2 separate regions of the Mus musculus genome follow, and region 1 is linked to region 2. The links are chromatin contacts, called in public Hi-C maps. All regions are on one chromosome and are shown on one strand. The core of a region is the stretch at or near the end of the contact, and the rest is flanking DNA. Distances in the headings are between cores, read along the strand shown.

What was found. A called contact is a pair of places that touch in the nucleus more often than the background predicts.
Region 1: a Hi-C map of bone marrow-derived macrophages shows a contact between it and region 2, with 33 read pairs. The contact joins two enhancer-like sites. A contact is called at or near these places in 2 of 15 datasets of contacts at CTCF or cohesin (large pre-B cells and pro-B cells), 7 of 484 Hi-C or Micro-C datasets (B cells, DN3 thymocytes, bone marrow-derived dendritic cells and 4 more), 4 of 115 datasets of contacts at active chromatin or transcription factors (the 230-238 cell line, CD8 T cells, effector CD8 T cells and 1 more) and 1 of 9 other capture datasets (embryonic stem cells).

Annotation. Positions count from the first base shown.
Region 1 is chr13:30,766,513-30,770,876 of GRCm38.p6, forward strand. Irf4 (interferon regulatory factor 4) reads left to right here. Exons shown (of 9, transcript NM_013674.2): 9 at 1-469. Among named protein-coding and RNA genes, the nearest start is that of Irf4, 19 kb to the left of the region's middle. Within about 2 kb of position 2,924, at least 3 of the 459 cell types and tissues checked have an H3K27ac peak or open chromatin away from gene starts, as enhancers often do. A contact at or near this core is called in bone marrow-derived macrophages, where this site is marked.
Region 2 is chr13:30,580,397-30,584,980 of GRCm38.p6, forward strand. No RefSeq gene overlaps it. Among named protein-coding and RNA genes, the nearest start is that of Gm35109, 32 kb to the right of the region's middle. Within about 2 kb of position 2,390, at least 26 of the 459 cell types and tissues checked have an H3K27ac peak or open chromatin away from gene starts, as enhancers often do. A contact at or near this core is called in bone marrow-derived macrophages, where this site is marked.

The DNA of each region.
Region 1 (4,364 bases), core at 1,674-4,173, 190 kb after region 2:
ACCGTAAGTGAAACTCACTTAGTCCTTGCTAATTGCTGCTCACTGTCACGTGAACGCAGAGAAGGCTGATTTTCCTGGACCCATTTTCAGTGCTTTGAGGAACATGAGTCCAGAGTATATTGAAGTAGAAGACAGTGTTTGGCAAGCCAGTTCTTATTAGACACTGCTACAGGCTTCACAATCTTCAAGGTGGACCCACCTCATGTGGAAGGGCATCATTGCCCCTCTGCTCCCATGCGCTGTGCACCCCCTTCACAGTGAAAGACCTGCTGGGGACCAGGACTCAGAGATCTCTGGCTTCGAGCTCATATCTTGGCTTCCTGTCATGTCTAAGCCCGACAGGAAAGTGTGGCACCATCCTGCCTGCGGCGTTGGATGGATAGGCCATGGATTTTGCTGTAAACTTGCTTCACAAGGAAAGCTGTGTGTTTTAAAATATTTGATAAATAAAGGATTTCTAGAAAGATTGACTGAGGAGCATATTTAATACCATCCTCACAGCCCTTGAAACACTTCCTCTATCTGCTGGGTTCTTGGTGAGGCTGTCAGTGGCCTACTTCCTTCCTGGCTGCCTGTGAGTCCCTGAAATCAGATCTCTAAAGTGTTCAGCAGAGAGAGAGAGAGAGAGAGAGAGAGAGAGAGAGAGAGAGAGAGAGAGAGAGAGAGGGAGGGAGGGAGGGAGGGAGGGAGGGAGGGAGGGAGAGAGAGAGAGAGAGAGAGGAAGAAGAAGGAGGAGGAGGAGGAGGATGAGGAGGAGGAGGGAAGAAGAGGGGAGGGGGGAGAGAGGGGGAAGAAGCAAGCTAGTTCTACAACCATGTCATTACTAGCACAAGTCCCCTCAGCTGTGTCTGAGGGAGCAACTATTCACACTGGGCTCCTTTGTTCTGCCTCCTCCTCCTTAGACCTATGTTCTGAAAGGCCTGGTAGACTTGGTGTTTTTTTTTTTTTTCTGTTTGTTGTGTTTTTTTTTCATTTTTAGAAAAAAAATTTAATATCTAGTGTGTGAGTTTACCTACTTGTAGGTACATGCACATGCAGTACTTGTAGGGCCAGGGAGGGGGGTCTGATCCCCTGTAACTGTAGGTACAGGTGGTTGTTAGCCACATACGCGAGAACCTGGAACTCCAGTCCTCTGGAAGAGCAACAAGGACTATTATCCAAGTTGAGCCATCTCTCCAATTAGGGAAAATATTTTTTAACTTGTTTTAATGGTTTGTTTTATACTTTGATTTCCTCTGAGTTTGTTGTCATGAGGGTAGCATATAGTGAGCCTGCACTCTGATAGGAGAGATTCCGGGGGAGAGGCACAGGGTGTCGGTAGACTCTTGGGTATCCCTAGGAGAACCTTGGCTGAAATTCCTCTCTGAGAAGCCAAGTCAGAGAATGCCGTTCTCAGCTGTATCACACACACTTCCTGACATGGCTGTGAACTTCCGTATCTTCCAGTGTCATAGGAAGACTGTCAGCCCAGGATAGGACTGTGGCCTGTGAAAAGCTCAGAGATTCAGAGATCTGAGAAAAGCATTTAGCAAGGATCTAAACAACATATTGAATTTACTAAATAAAAACCAATTGCTCTACTATTCCTACTTTGGGAGCTCTGTGTGTCCCATAAGTATAGATGGGCTCAGGCCAGCATGCACAGCCAGGATTTCTCCAGAAAGTTCTACTACTTGAACCTAAGCTTGTTTGAAGAGATTTTGCTGACTTTTGAGTTCTTACATGATATTCCTATTCCCACAGGGCTTCTGGTCTTAGACTTTTCTTTCCAGTTACAACTTTGGTTGTTGGATTTGGTTTTCTATAGTTGGTAGTATTAAGACAAATACAGGGTTTTTCACATGGGCAACACTCATCCATCCCAGAAACAAACAAACAAACAAACAAACAAAAACATGGCGTCTCCTACATGCCTTATTTCTGGGAAGGGACTGCAAGGTTGGTTGTAATATCTCATGTTTTCTAGCAGAAATGTCTTTTAATAAATGTCTAGTTAGGAATTATAGGGCACCCAAGGATGTTTCTTCTACAGCCTAAGCCAGGGGCCAGAGGATGTCTACACAGGTACCCTGCTCTTCCCTGGAAGACTTCTGCCCACCTGCTCACCTGGCCAGCTCTCTCTCATGATGATAGAACATCCTTTCTTTCTAAGCACTTCACCTTTCAGTGGCATCTCTGTGCCACTGAGAAACGATTTCATACTTTCTCTTGCTTTGCCTCCTCTCCTTTGGGACTAAGGATCAAAACAGCCAGAACAGTGGGGGATAGTGATCTGAGAAAAGTATGCTGGAAGGAATGGTGAGAGCCATGAGTTAGAAAGAACCATAGCTGCAAGATGAGAGAACAACTCCATGGTTAACGGTGTGGATCAACACCTGAAAATGATGGAGATGCTGAGATGGGTCTGATCAGAGCTGACTGTGGGCCAGAACTTACACACACACACACACACACACACACACACACACACGTGCGAGAACCCCTCACACACACAGGATGGTGGGGCAGAGTTTAGGTACTAGAAGCTCCTTCAAGGGTGCATCTTCAATAATAATCTTCAATTATCTAACTTTTCTCACACTAGACCCCACCTATCAAAGGTTGTACTTAAGGTTGTATCACCTCCCAGTAGTGCTCATCAGCCACAAAAGCTATTAACATTGGTATTTACTGTTTGTGTCTATGGCATATCACTGGTCATTCCTTTTTTATTTTTTTAACTTTTTATTGATTGTTTATGAATTTCACATCATGTACCTCAGTCCCACTCATCTCCCATCTCTTCATATCCACCCTCCACCCTTGTCACCTACCCGCCTCCGAAAAAAAATTTTTGGAAGCTGCAGTGTGTCACAGTGTGTCCCACAGTATACCCTTTTGTCCACACTTCCTTATATGCAAATGTTCATTGCAATGAGTCATTGGTCTGGTTCAAGGCCTCTGGCTTCTGTTACACTGTCAATACTGGATCCTCACCAGGGCTCTTCTCATATAGAATCTCCTCCTGTTGTCCTATGTCATGGAGATCTTGAAGCTTTGGGCCTGTAGTACCCTCTCCTTCACATATACCAGCAGTTCATAGATGGCATAGAGCTAACTCAAAACCCTGGATCTGGGCCTGGGTGGTAGCTAAGTTGGTCAGCATGCCAGCTCTCCTGCACCCACACCACCAGGGCAAGCTCTCCAGGAGTACCCTGGCTAACTCACCCAATGCCACAGGCATCTAGAGCCAGAGCAAGCTTTCCAGCTCTGCCGTTGAAGCTCACCCACACCAACACCAGCAGAGCCAACTCTATTCTGCTGCTCAGGCAAGGGACAGGACTCACTTTCTTTAGTGTTATAGCTAGTGAGGAGCAGGGCCAGCTCTCCTGTTCTCATGGCCTTGTGGCCAGCTTCCCCTTCTACCTTAGGTGGAGAGGGGTAAGGTGGAAGAGGAGGGCATCTCCTTCTTGCTCATGCCACCCCACAGTAGACAAGTTGTGGGGCCAGCTCTCCCATGCTCATACCCACAGGGCTGGCTCACTTGCACCTCTGCTGCCAGGGTTGACTGTACCGTGCTGCCCTGGTGAGGTGCAGGGCCCACTTTTCCAAGTCCTACAGCCAGTAATTGTCAGGGAACAATGGCCATTCTAAGAAACACACATCACTGGCAAAGTCAACCACTGTGACATCAACAGGATACAACCTAGAGTCGTTAGATAGAGGAAACCTCAGTTAAGGAAACGCCTCCATGATACTGGCTTGAAAGCAAGTCTGTAGTGCATTTTCTTAATTAGTGATTGAAGTGGGGAGGGAGTTAAGGTCCTGGGGTCCTGGGTGCTATGGAAATCAGGCTAATCAAGCCATGGAGAGAACAAGGCAGTAAGCAGCGCTCCTCCACAGCCTCTGCTTCAGTTCCTGTCTCCAGGTTCCTGCCTTGAGTTCCTGCCCTGACTTCCCTGGAAAATGAACTACAAGCTATAAGCTGATATAAAACCTGTCTTTCCCAAGTTGTTTTATCTGTCATGTTTTATCACAGCAATAGAAACCCTAACTAAGACTTCATAAACTAAGAGTCAAAGGATAGAAATCAATCTACTAAGCAAATGGAAGCTAAAACAAAACTGTTAGAACCATCTTCATACCTGATAAAGTTGAGTTGAAACCTTCAAACCAAAAATAGCCAGAAGAGATAAATCAGATCACTGTAACGTTACTGAAAGGACAATTCTTCAGGAGCAAATAATAGAGACACTACCACAATACTCTTAGATCTGATAAACATTTTTAGCAAAATAACTGTATACAAAAGCAACATGCAAAAACCAAAAAACAAAAACGCCATAGCTTTTTAAACATATAAAAACAAGAGATGACCTAAGAAA
Region 2 (4,584 bases), core at 1,140-3,639:
CCTGCTTTGGCCAGGACTTGCTGTTGCTGCTGCATAGAAGCCACTATAAAGTGGCTAGTCATTACTGTGTAAGACAAGCTCCCTCCTTAAAAACTAGGAAAAGCATTTTCTGTAGATGAAATAACCTGTTGGTATTCAATGACACCTGTTTAGAGGTCACAGTTTAGAGGTCAGCACAAAGCAGTTTTATTGTTTTTTATTTTTTTTATTAGATATTTTCTTCATTTACATCTCAAATGCTATCGCAAAAGTCTCCTATACCCACCCCTTGATCCCCTACCCACCCCACTCCCACTTCTTGGTCCTGGCATTCCCCTGTACTGGGGCATATAAAGTTTGAAAGACCAAGGGGCCTTTTTTTCCCAATGATGGCCGACTAGGCCATCTTCAAAGCAGAAGTTTTATAAGATGAACCCGTCCTTGTATCAGATGGAGACAACACAAGTATCATCGATCCTAAAGTCATGCCCTCTCCCAGGCCCGTGGGTACAGACAACCTTCTCCTGTTTACCAAAATAGATTTGTTCGGTCTATATTTGACCTTTATGTAAATTGAATCTCAAGGAAAATGTTTAACGACTATCTTCTTTCCTCCATGGTTTTTGGTTTTTTTTTTGAGATTTTTAGAGATTTGCTTATTTTATGTATATGACAGTTTTGCCTGCATGTAAGTCTGTGTGGCATGTCTGTGCCTAGATAGAGATCACAGAGGTCAGGTGAGAGTATTAGGTCCCCTAGAACTGGAGTTACAGATGGTTGTGAGCCACTGTGTGCTTGCTGGGAGTCAAACCTGGTTTCTCTGCAAGAGCAAGTGCTTTTAAACACTGAGCCATCTCTCCAGCCCCTATTCATTGTCTTGAGTTTTGTTAATATGGTTACATATGATTTTATATATAAAATCTCATTGTTATATGGTATTCTGTTATTTGAATAAAGCATAGCTACCTCTTTTATTTTACTGTTTTACATCCAGGTGGTTCGTAAACATTAGCTGTTACTTATATACACATTTCTTCTAAGCAATAGACAGTATCAGTTCCCAAAAACTGCCCTACTATTACATCCCACAGAGTAGTAACCATGCATTCCAGTTGTTCACTAACTTACTCCCTTTTCATATTTTCTGAGTTTTCAACTTAGCCATTTTGTTAAGCATGTAATGAATGTAACTTTAGGGGAAAAAAGGTCTTTAAGGGGAACAAAATGTGTGATCTCCCTATGAGAAATGACCCTGTGAGTATTTCAGGGCATTTTCTACTATTCAGAGATGAGCCTTTGAGAAATGAGGGTAGTCTGGAGAAATGGCTCAGCGATTAAGATCATTTAGATGTTCTTTCAAAGGACCCAGGTTCAATTCCCAGCACTTTAGATGCTTTAGAACTGTCCTTAACCTAATTCCAGGGGATCTGATACCCCATTCTGGCTTTCAAGAGCACTGCATGAACATTATTCACAAACAAAGGGGTAGGGAAAAAAAACACACCTAACTACATAAAATAAATAACACTTTAAAAAGACAAGAGGGATTTTTTTTTTCCTTTCCGTGGTCATTTGGATCAGCTTTTCCCTGGAGCCAGACCCTTACCAATTAGGTCCAAACCGTCAAAACCATCTTCCCTTGCCTTCAGAGAGTGTCCTATCTGGTCCTCTGAGTTCTTACGAACACCTCTGAGGCAAACAGAGCCTTCCTGAGTCTTCTTGGTTCTGACAATGGGAGGTGAGGTGAAGCTCACTGATAATGCACTCTCCTAGCATGTATGAGGTTCTGGGTTCAATTCCCAGCATCCACACAAAACCCTGGTAAACAGTACTTACTGAGTGCTGCCAGCCACTGTTCTGGGGCGGAACACAGAACAAAGCACTGTGCTTGCCACTCAGGGGGAGGAGGAGCTAACTGGGTCTTCTCAATAAGCCCATGTTTTCAACTGCCTGTGTTTGAAGCAACAGAAACAGAGCTCTGCATTTTACTTCTTGAGGTGCCCCGGAAGCTCTCAGGTTAAAAAAAGCATCTGGAATAATTTATCATGAAGTGAAAAAGGAGCTTCGGGCAAGCAGCCCTCAGCCACCCATAAATGACAGTACTGTATCACTACAGCGGAAGATGAACTTATTGATCTCGCAAGGGAGTGTAATGAACCGATGCTTGCTTGGTGGACACGGCAGCAGACAAAAAACTATCTAGCCACATAGTGCATGTAGTGGGCAGGAGAAGCCACAGAGTGGGAGACAGTTTCCAGAAAAGGGAAGCTGGAGTTGCATTTTCAAGCCATGTTGCAGACAGGCCCTGTGGGTGGAGCACCCATCCTGGGAAGATGAACTTGCTTCATGCCTGGTTTACAGCTCCTGGGTGCTTTTCATGGTCATACTGTGTTCCTCAGGGCACCCCCAGAGGGAGCTGCATAGCATGCTTCCTGTTTTATAGGCACTAGTGAAGGTAACTCTGAGGGTGGTGGCCATGGCTATGATCCTATCATGCAGGAGGCAGAAGTAGGAGGGTATCAGCTCACTAGATCCCTTCCAGTCTCAGACGTGTTTCCCTTTATGTAAAAAAAACTACCTCTTTATTCTTCTTCTTTCATAATGAAGGGTCAAAGGGTTGGGGAGGTGCTCGATGGTAGATGGGTTACCCAAATATAAGAGGCCATGGATTTGATCCTCTGTACTGGGGATGGGGGCCAGGCAAGGACGTTTCTTTACCTGTTTGAGTCTTCATCTCTGGCACCCAACATTCCTTAAAAGTACAAGCATGCCAAAAGAGTGACAGACAGTTGCTAAATTGGTCATCAGAAAAGTAAGTGACGCCTTCAAGGGAAAGCCAAGTTCCAACAGGGATTCATGTGCCTGGGACTTTGTACCAGTCTTTGGCTAGTTAAATGTCACCATCTGGACAGTGGGAAACTGCTGATTGTCACTCACTGAGTGTCTCCTGTGCAGAGGGACTGTCCTTCCCACTTCCCCAGTGTCCCCCAAGCTTGTGCAGGCTCTGGTTACCTGTTCTATTTCAAAGTAGCCAGGGTGTGGGCTAGGAGTTCCCCCAGAAGGAAGAAAAGGGAAGAGCTGTGTTCTGAAGAATGACCGGAGCCTCCACATAAAGGCTTCTCTTCTCTGGGGAGCCTTCGCTCTGTTGCAGCTGTGGAAGGCACTTCACAGGTCCATATCAGCAGGCTCTATGGAGATGCTCAGAAAACTCCTTCTTTTCTGCCAGCCATTAATTCCGTCCTTGTCCTGGACTGAAGAGTGGTGTTTTCCTTTGCATTTTGAGAATAGAGCCTTGACTAGCTCTAGCTCTGTTCTGTGTGTCCCAGTTTGAACCCTGAATCAGCAGCTACTTCTCAGACTACTTCAGGTTTGGGCCTGTGTTGAGGACAGGGACCACGCTTCAGCAGAAAGGTCAGTGATGTTCCAGATGTAAGAAGGAAGGAATCTAGAGATGTGAGTGCTCAGGCCTAATGGGGGCAAGGGTGTGTCTGTGACTTTTCCATTGGTGAAGTCCTGGACCACTAGGGAGAAACTTAGGAGATCACAGGAAAAACCCACAAGGGTGCCTCTCTCTGTGGAGAGGAAATCACCAAGTTGATAATAGTGAGAGAGAGAGAGAGAGAGAGAGAGAGAGAGAGAGAGAGAGAGAGAGAGAGAGAGAGGAGGATAGTACATAAGTACATACCAGGAAACCAAGCCATAAATTATGAAAGTATCAGTTACTCCCTGAGAGCCCCTGTTTTTAACTGACTTCTGTTGGTGGGGGAAGGGAATAGATCTATGTCTCAGGACTTTGGGTAGTAATTGCACATAGCAAAGCATTTCTTTCTTAATGTATAGGAAGAGCCAAGCTCTGGCTGAAATCCCATGAAACTGAATTAATTGTCTTGTCTTTTATTCTTCACTCCTGGGGAGGTCTGATTTCTCTCAGGTATCTGTGGATCTCCCAGAAGGCGAGGCTCTCCCAGGCACTGTGACTTCCATAATAGACTCCCTGGTGTCACTCTTCTCCCTCCGGGTCTACACATGTCATTTTGTGTGAATCCCATAGCCCAAAACCTTTACCTGAAATTTGAGATGTTTTCCCATAGAGTTTAGGGCATGAGTGCTCCCTGCTTTGCCCCAGGATCAATGAGAGGGTACCTTATATGTGTCCTTTCTCTTTCCTCCTACCCATCTCTGGGTCTATGCCACCATCCTGTGCAAACTCCACCCTCCCCTCCCCCATCAGCTCCACTAACTTCCTTCCTTCTTTTTATTTTGAATATTATAATTTAAAAAATTATTGCTTAATTATGTGGATTTTAGCCTATATGCATATCTGTGTACCATGTGTGCTCCCTGGTACCTACAGAGGCCAGAAGAGGGTGTCACATCCCCTGGAAATGGAGTTACAGATGGTTGTAAGCTACTCTGTGGGTACTGGGAATATATTTTTTTTGGCTTGAATTATGGCTCAGTGGCATAACATGTGCTTAGAAAGTTCCTAGGTTTCATCCCCAAATCACCAAATAATTCCTGTGGTGAATTTAGCACATACTAAAATGAGATAATCTCAGCATTTGCTCCAAACTGATTCCTCCAAGCTGGCAGTTCTCCCATCCA